2 separate regions of the Anas platyrhynchos genome follow, and region 1 is linked to region 2. Evidence: chromatin contacts called from public Hi-C data. All regions are on one chromosome and are shown on one strand. The core of a region is the stretch at or near the end of the contact, and the rest is flanking DNA. Distances in the headings are between cores, read along the strand shown. Region 1 overlaps LOC140001624 (a long non-coding RNA gene). Region 2 has its middle 31 kb from the start of MAP3K8.

Region 1 (4,259 bases), core at 534-3,033, 140 kb before region 2:
TTGCCGGTTGTTGCTGTAGTGAAACTGAGGCTGAAGGCAGTACCTAGGGCAGCAGCGCCTAAATACTCTGCAGGCTAAATAGGGTAGCAAAGGGGTGAGAGAGGCTGAAGCTCACCAGTTAGGGCAACAAGTGTCCACCCAGTCCTTCCTAAAGTTTGGCTGTTAAAGCAATGATAAAGAAAGATACAGTTTACTCTTTAACTACAGTGCTGCAGAGCTCAGATGCAGTGTAGCTCCTCAAAGGGATCTAAAGTGATTCTAAAGTGATTTTGTTGTTGTTTGTTTGTTTTATTTTTTTTATTATTTTTTTTTGGTAAACATTTGCCTTGATCTTGCTTATCTGTGCAAGAAATGCTCTTATTTCTAGGGGTAAATTAAGGGAGTTGGCTTCCTATCAGCCCCTTTCCTTTCTGCATCATTTCCCCAAGGTGTGCCACTCCTGCATGAGCAGTGCAAGGGGATTCCCAGGGGCTGTTTTTCTTTGCACCTGACAAGATTCAAAGCAGAACAGGGAGAGAGCATGCAACTTTAACTGAATTTGGGCATGCACACCACCATTACCCTGCAAAGGTCAAACATGCTCTAGGGCTGTGAGAGTTCAGTGAGAGAGATAAAGAAGATGAGGTGTGTGTTGTGTAAGATAAGAGCAAGGGGTTTTATTTAATTAGCAAAGGGTCAGGGCTCTGTGGACAAGGGTGAATGACCTGGCAGCTCCCAAACTGGTGCTGGAGAGGAGGCGCAGAGCCCTTCAGCAGGTTTCTGGCTGCCTTAGCAAAAAAAGCTTCTGAGTGAGGGCTGAGCAGCATCCACTCACATCCACTGATTTGCAGGGTTGTTGTGAGTGCCGACAGATTTCCTCGGAGGGAGCGTGAGCTCTGTTGGCCAGCCTCTGTCCCTGCATGGTGGCAGACAGCAGGGCATCTGCCAGCCTGAAGCGTGTCAGGATTGCTGGCTGGCTGACATCCAGGGCTGGAAGCAACAGGCTGCTCCCTGCCAGCGTGGGCCAACATCAGCCTCGATACTGCTGCCCTCCTCTTTGCAGGGAGCGGGTGCTGGTGGGTGGGAGCAAGCACAGAAAGGTCTCTGCTCTTGTACCTGTAGCAAATGGGACAATTCTGCTGCTTCTAGAAAAAAAAAAAAAAAAGTCTTAAACTGTATGTATGCAGTGATGCAAGGACCAACACTAAGATGAAGGGGAGGAACACCACCAGCAAAAATAACAGCAAGTGGATAGAACTGAATGCCTGCCCTTTCCTACCCACAGAGGAAAAATAAATAAATAAATTGATTTCTAGGCTAAAAATGGGTGGAAGCTGGGATTATTGCCAGACTAAAAGTTTTAATACTTAAAGGAGGTAGGGAGGGGGAAGGTATAGTGAGTTCAGAGTGTCTGGATGATGGAAAGAAGAGGAGAGTAAAACTGCCACAGTGATTTCCACGTGCAGCCTCCCCAGTGCTGTCTTGTCTTGTTCCACAGGTCGATTTGTGACAGGTGAGGAGCACCAGGATGAATCCAGCGTTCATCCACAGCCTATGTGTGAGTATGACAGTAAGGGCTAACCTGTTCCTGAGCCTTTGACAAAAGACAGACCTGCACGTTCTAACCATGAGCAGCCTGCACTTTTGCCTGAAAAGGATAGGTGGGGGTTTCATTTGTTTTGTTTTTTAATATTAAAATGATAGCTTAGCTCTCTTGAAGTCTTATCAGCACAGATACAGAGCATGCCATTCGTTACTGCAGCACAGCCAAAGTAAACTACCCCAGCGCCGTATCAAGTTGTGCAAAGGGAGTGGGAAATGCTCTGATGTGGAGTGGAAAATGCTGTGACACGGTAGGTTTACCCAGTGCAAATGGGCTGCTTGCCAGTAAAGGAGGAACCGACAATCACACAGAGGCAGAACGTACCCTAAAGGTAGCAAACACAGAGCACAACCTGGAAACGTGTGACCTAGGGTTTATGAAGATCTGAGCAAGTGTGGATGGGGAAAGCAATTTTTTTTTACAAGTAAATGTGTGAAAGTTAATGACAATTTCTGTACCTGCTGCTGTAACAAGCCAGCCACAATGTCAGGTTTTAATGTAGGGAAGCAGCAGCCCCCTGGAGAATACCTGCAGCCTTTTATCACTTCACCAATACATTTATCCCTCTCAAGGCGATGCAGACATCAGAGCACACGCTTGGTTTTGCTCTGTAACAACATCAACATCACAGAGGAGCGTATCCATGCAAAATCTTTATTTGGAGAATGTCTCCTGTGGGACAGCAGCACCCCTCCAGTTTACAGGTAAGCACAGAAGCACGGTATTTGCATTGTACAGAAAAAAAATACAAAGAAAATTCTTAAAATGCATTCATCTGCTGACATAATATAAACACTATTGAAACTGCTTGCCCCCGTTTTCTTTTTATCCCTCCAGCTCTCTGCCCTTGGGCTACCTAGAGCAGAAAGCTGTGGAAATGAGCTGGTATTAGTTTTGGAGATAGGCCACAGCAGCTTGAAAGTCAGTATGGAGAGTTATCCGCAGTGTGTAAGGAAAAAGGCACAAGGGTACTCTGCCTGTTTTCCTTACAGGTTAGGAACAGCTTTTGGAATAGTTCTGATTATTTTCTCTGCCAGTCCAGCTCTGGAAGGAAGGCTGAGATTGCTGCTGCTCGCGGTGGAAAGTTCCTCCTTCGTTTTATAATCTGTATGTTATTGTGGTTTCTCCTGGCTGGGAAACTTCATTTTTATTTCTAATCTCAGCCATGTGTCAGTCAGTTCTAACTTAAGTTCCCTTCACCCTCTCCCTGCTGAGCAGCTCTGCAAGCCATATTGCAAACATATTTTCAGCATGGGTGGGAGGTAGCATTGTGGTTTGGGGCTTTGCTATTGATATCAGGATTTCCCTTTTTCTTTGTTTCAAACATTTTTTCCTTTAAAAATAGAGTTGATGGTAAACAGCTTTCGTTTAGCTCCCAGGGGGAGGCAGAGTGAACACTTTTTCATGCAAGTTTGAATGAAAACATGAAGTCACAATTTCCCAACTTTTCTAAGGGATTCAATGGCATAATCATCTCATGAAATCTCCAGCTTCATTCTTTACTGGGACTGTGCAGAAGAATACAAGTTTAAACTCCGTGGTCGACACCTGTAAGTAAATCTCATTCCAGTAAATTAGGACTGCAGCATCGTGACTTATTGCCCGGGGCATGAAATTAGGGGGGTGTTTGATCCTTAACCAAGAAAATATCAGCGTCCTGCAAAAGGACAGCTTTACAGGAAACATTCAAAAGGCCAACAATTAAAAAGCTCATTTATTTCATCTGATGGCTCCTGTCAAGTACAGATGTGCTTCTCAGATACACTTTCTTAATCAGATTGTGAGCTTGGACAAAATGCCTACCTTGCAATTGCAAGAACTGCTATTTAAAATGCAAGAACATCTCACTTGTACTTTTCTCCCAATTGCTTTTCTTTTGAAAAGGGGCAATGAAGAAAATATCAACGCTTTAACCAGCCCAGAAAGTCCACTATTGTAAAACTAACATTCAGCTGGCTGGCTGTGTGCTAAAGGCAACAGAGTATTGACCCAAGATATTAATACTGATTTATGATATTAAACAGAAATATTTCACTAAACTCAAATATTTATATAAATAAGCTCTATGGGACTGGCTATTTTCAAAGGGTGCCCACTTGACAGATTAATTGTATTACTTGACCACTTTAAGCACATATTGTCCTTTTTTTATTTTTTATTTTCCAGCAGTTGGCTGTTTCAGTGTATAGAAGCTCCCATCAGCCTTTCATTTTTACGTGTTCCATCAGGAGCGGAGACAACGGAACTCGATGGGTTTGATGCAGTTTGCAGTTGTTTGCAGTAAAGACTAATCTGTGGCACGAAACACAAGTCTTTCCTATGCCTAAGGAAAGCTTTTTTGAGTCAGTAGCTGACAAGTGGTGCTTGTTCAGGCCTACTGCTGGGCTACCAATGGTTGTGAGTCATGCGAAGGGATTTCCCTCCTTTGCCTCTCTCGTCCCACCCTATTTGTCAGTGATGACAGTGGGATTTCAGAGACAGGAGCATTTCTCATTGGACTCTTCTGTCTAGTTCAAAATGCCTCTAGCAAGGACTGGGGTGGGATCAGGGAACCGTGGCTCTTCCTGCAGACCAACTCCTAACTCGTGCTCAGGGGAACCACACGAGGGAGCACTCTCACCTTCCAAAAATGACATTCCCATCAGGGAGTTCCCGAATACCTTCTCGCTTCGCACCT
Region 2 (4,916 bases), core at 419-2,918:
GACCTTTCCTCAGCAAAGCCTCTGCGGCCTTACCCGAAGCCGTGCTGCTATCAGGCTGGGGACAATGCCGATGCACTTCCCCGTGGTGCTGCACGGCGATGTCCTGCTCACTGAGCCTTGCAAGGGGTTGCAGGGGGCAGTGAACCATCTGAGGTGTCCATTTCCTTCAGCTCCATTTGAAACCAAAACACTGTCATCTAGACCACAGCCTCTTCTTTCTGTCTCACGGGGCACGATTTCATCCAGACGCTCACTGAATGACATGGGGCTGTGGGGTGTATGAGGACAACATGCTGTTTAGAGGGGGGTACAGGGAAATGAAGCCGTGAGGACCGTGAAGACTCACTTCTATGCTGCAGAGAGGCCACAGATCCTGCCTGTGCCTGCATGCACCCTGGACTCGAGGGAGGAGGTGACCTGCCCTTAGCGAGGTGTGACATCTCCTGAGTCACAGGGAGATCTGGGGCACAGGCACATGTGAAGTCCATGAAATACATCCCTGCAAGCCCATGGAGGTGATGCTGAAGATGATGACTCTGGGGACTGGAGGAGCAGAGGACAGGTTTCACCACCCCAGCAGGATCTGCTGTGCCTGCTGGGAGGCAGAGGGATATCAGAGCTTTTGGGGTGCCACCTCTGCTCCCCTACCACAGCACAGCAAGCAGCAGAGCAGAGGGCAAGCAGGAACATGTAGGAAACAAGCATCCTTGGCCTTGGAAACTTCACTAGGATGCCAAAGCAGCTTAGGTAACTAACCCAAGTGTGATTTCACAGTTGTGTGTGATGGGCCAGAAAAAAAAAAAAAAGAAAAAAAAGAAAAAAAAAAATTACTCAAACCCTTTCTAAAATTCATCTGGAACTGAAACTCTGTGCATGTTGCCTGACAACAATGAATCATAGAGGTCATTTACACAGAAAAACAAGTTAATCGTGTTTACAGCATATAATGAGGAGATACACCTCCCACAGCTTCCCTAGGCAGTACCTTAACACCCAGAATGGTGTCATCCTTGCAGAAATTTGTTACTGTATATAATACTAAATTTAATTTTTCTTGGTTTCTTCAATCTTGCAAGCAGGAGTGTCCCCCAGAGGTGGAGATGTGCTAGGGTGAGGACTCACGGGTGGGAAGGCAGCGTGCTGTGCCCCGAGTGAGCTTTTATTCCTGCACAACATGCCAAAGGATGCTCTGGGCACTGTGGTGTTGTTCTGGCCAGCTGGCCAAGCTCTGGTTACTTAGCCAAGATTATTTGCCCCACTGGCAAGCAGAGGTCCTCCAGCTGCCTCTATATCCCTGCCCCAGCATGCCAGAGCCATGCCTCAAAACAAATATTGATATACTGCAGCTTACTGCCTCTCATGGAGGGAACAGGAATGATGGCCAGAGCTGAAGAGGCCCAGCTATAGCCCCAAGCTACAGCCTCTTCCCCCTGGGGATATGCACAGGCAAGGGAAGTTAGCCTGCTATGCTGGCACTGTACAGGGCAGTGCTACAATATTATTTAAGGTCTTTCCTGCTTTCTCTGACTGACATTTTTGCAGATCAGCTGAGGTCCAGGTCAGCCCCATTCCTTTTGGGACAGCCTGAGTCCCTAAACCCTGTGCAAAGCCTCAGACTCCAGCTCCGTTTGAAAGCTTCTATCGCCATCTAGTGATGTTTTTGGTAGAGGAACATTTTCGGGAACTTCACGGCTGGCACCAGCCAGTTCCATCCACTAGAGCCCAGAACGGGACAGGGAACAAACGAACGAACGAATGAATAAAGACTGACTGAGAGCAGGGCTACTGCAACTGCTGTCGCCTTTAGTTTTGCGATGTGCCAGGTCCCTGCTAGCCTCTGGGAATGTCATCTTTCCAAAATGTGGCTGAGGCTGCGCAGATGGCCAGGATGGCACAGGGTGCTACTGGTGGGAGCAATGCCCCATAGATGCTGAGCCCACTCGGTAATTCTTTGCTCAGTGGGCAGCCACCAGCCACCGATTAACATCCAGGACAAACCTTTATAAAGTCATCAAATACAAGATGTGATGCAGAGGAGAAGCATAAACCACAGGGCAGTTAAAGGTTCTCTTTGTAAAAATGAACTCACTAAACTGATCCATAGAAAATGATGAGCTACCAGTCCTCCAGTGATACAGATTCATTCACTGCAGCCGAATTTTCTTAAATGGAAAACTTTAAGAGATGCCCTGAGATATTTGTGCAGCAGGAGCAGGAGGATCCACAGTCACAAGATCAAAAAATATATATATATGTAAAAAGGTTAAATAACACCATCACAGGTTTGTTGGCTCTGTCCTTCGATGCAGATGTGTGGCAGCCACAGGCTGCCTCTTCACGAGGTGTCACACGAGTGTGTCTCTGCTGCAAAGCTGGGACAAGGGACCCTTTGCCCTTCTCCAGGCACTTGTCCCCATCCACATGCAGACCACATCTCCCTCTCACTCCTACTTGGAAATGGATCTGACTAAAAAAGGATCTCACAATGAAACTGAACGAATCTGGGAGCAAGCAGGCAGGGATGGGGAGCTCCAATCCCAAACCTGCAGAGTGTGGTGGAAAGGCACCCTGACAAACGTAGCTTATCTTTTGCCTTCCTCTTGGTTTTAAAATCCAATTTCATTTTCCTGGAACTTTTTCTTCCTTTCTAGTATCTTCCTTCCTCTACGTCACCACAGGGCACCCGAGTGCAGCTGTGTGCTCTCGCTCGTGCTGCTGGCCGGGTGGTACCGAGAGGTCTCCAATGGGCACATCCCCGCAGCTGATTCACCGTGCTGTTGTGCAAACGCCATCAGCACTTTCTTCTCTCTGTGCCGCTGCTGATACACAGCTTTTCTACTTCTCCCTTTCGTTCTTGGTCTCACTTTCACCCAAACGGCTTTTGCCATTCACTACCAACACCCAAAACTTCACTGGGCGTGAGTCAGCCCCCGGTTCCCTTTCCATGCGGTGCTGGAGGAAGCAGATATTTGCCGTGGCATGCTGAGATCAGCTCTGCTCAAGTGTTGGGGCCATAATTACTGCACAGGGGTGATCAGTCTGAGAAGGTCTGCGCTGCCCTTTTGGCCTGCTTTTGCTCATTTTTCAGCTCCCCAGGTTTCGCCCAGCCTGCTTGCACGTGTGCTCTGAGCAGCCTTCTGCTGCCGCCTAAGGACTTGGTGACTTCACCCCAGCTGTTTCCCCAACACCCAGCTGCCTCACAATCTGTGAAAAATACAAATACAATCAATATAGAAACATAAGATACAGATAATATACAGATAATATTTTGCTTAACGGCTGAGGCTTGAATGGTTTTTGCTGGCGCTCCACCTCAGAACTGGAGCTGTTGTTCCTTTGTAATTGTATCAGATTTGAAAAGAACATTTATGGAACCACATTTTACAACCAAATGGGAAGTAATGATCATGATCCTTTTTTTTTTTTTTTTTTTGCCTTGGGAGAATTCACAAACTTTATGGTGAGGCTTTCTTGGACTTTCCAGTGAGGTCACTCGTGGTGGAAGGGAGGGAACAAAAACACAAAAGCTGGGATAAAAATAAATAAGCTGAGGGAAGTCACCAGTAACCCTTGAAAACAAGGAGAGATGCAAAGAGAAATTGAATTGAAAAAAAAAAAAAAAAAAAAAAAAGGTTTATTCACTGTTACCAGAGCTGGACTGGTTTACAACATTTATTGATGTTGTAATCTTGGTCAGAATTTTAAAACAAGAGCTCTTGGACCTCCTTTAGCTTGTGTCATCCTTTTTATGTAGTATTTTAGAAAATGAACTCACTGCCAGAAACTGTCCGATAGGTGCAGGGGATTTCCAGTGGATTTCAAACCAGTAGCACTGAATAGTTTTAAAACATTAGCTTCATACTCAAAAACCACAAGCCATTTACCAGTGAAATCTCTTTTTGAGGTCTTTCAAAACAAACACGTTGACTACCTCCGTTTAGCCTGAAGAGATCAAAAGTTTGGACACTGTCCATTCATTCTGAAATACACAAGAAAGCAGCCTACAGACCAACATTTACTCAGGACTCCTCCAACATTGGTAAAATAACTCTAACAAATGAAACTACACCTCTGCCGATTCACTGGTGATTTTTTGGTCAGAAAAATAATTTTCTGAATCCTTCTCGAGCACTGATTTGGCTCTTGGTAGGAAGGCAACAAGGCTGAACCTGCTTGTTCCTCTCCTTGCACAGGAAATAATGCAATTATTCCTCCTGCATTCAGAAGCCTGAGCTGTGCAGGCTTCTCAAAGCATCACAGTGCTTTAGTGGAAGTAATACTTACGCTGTGATATAAGTGGTTTTTAGAGTATGTGCTGTAGGAAAGGAGGAAAAGGACTGAAACCAGCATAGGAAGCCAACTGGTGGTCTGTGACCATGTGCACCATGGTCACTGCCCTGCACCATCCTGAAACCAGGCAGTGGTGTGCAGCACGGTTCACCACTGCAGTGTGGACCATTACCCAAGCATGGGCCACCGCTCCAGCTCAGGTCCAGGAGGGTGAGCAGCACCAGGAGCTCCCTACAGGCACCCTCCAAAACCCCGCTGCAGCCCAGTGGTTCTGCGCCAACAGAGCACAGGAGGCAAACCTCACATCATTTGTGACTTTTGAGTTTTGGAAGGCTTATCCAGCATATGGTATGGGAAGGTTTCAAACACAGCACTTGTTCTCAGAGCTCATTTTGAGGGAAAAGTAGTGTGCACTTGGTTTTGACCTAGCATGAAGACCTATGTACTGCTATAAGTGCAATTTGCTGAATGCATTGGTGTTATGTGATGAGCACATGCCAGTAAGGACAAATGAAGTCAATATCTATGTGTGCCGCTCAGATGGGAAGATAATACACCTGGCATGAATCAAAACTCACCCCAGCCTAGAGGTTATTATCACCATCTGACCATATAAACATCCCCTT

The links. Hi-C and Micro-C count contacts between places; a contact is called where the count stands out from the background.
Region 1: a contact with region 2 is called in a Hi-C map of subcutaneous adipose tissue, with 3 times the contacts expected there. The contact joins two enhancer-like sites. A contact is called at or near these places in 5 of 8 Hi-C or Micro-C datasets (liver, skeletal muscle, small yellow follicle and 1 more).

Annotation. Positions count from the first base shown.
Region 1 is chr2:143,677,190-143,681,448 of IASCAAS_PekinDuck_T2T, reverse strand. LOC140001624 (a long non-coding RNA gene) reads left to right here. Exons shown (of 5, transcript XR_011807067.1): 2 at 1,478-1,537; 3 at 2,155-2,286; 4 at 3,037-3,132; 5 at 3,749-4,259. Among named protein-coding and RNA genes, the nearest start is that of JCAD, 54 kb to the right of the region's middle. Within about 2 kb of position 1,783, at least 4 of the 8 cell types and tissues checked have an H3K27ac peak or open chromatin away from gene starts, as enhancers often do.
Region 2 is chr2:143,532,548-143,537,463 of IASCAAS_PekinDuck_T2T, reverse strand. No RefSeq gene overlaps it. Among named protein-coding and RNA genes, the nearest start is that of MAP3K8, 31 kb to the left of the region's middle. Within about 2 kb of position 1,668, at least 1 of the 8 cell types and tissues checked has an H3K27ac peak or open chromatin away from gene starts, as enhancers often do.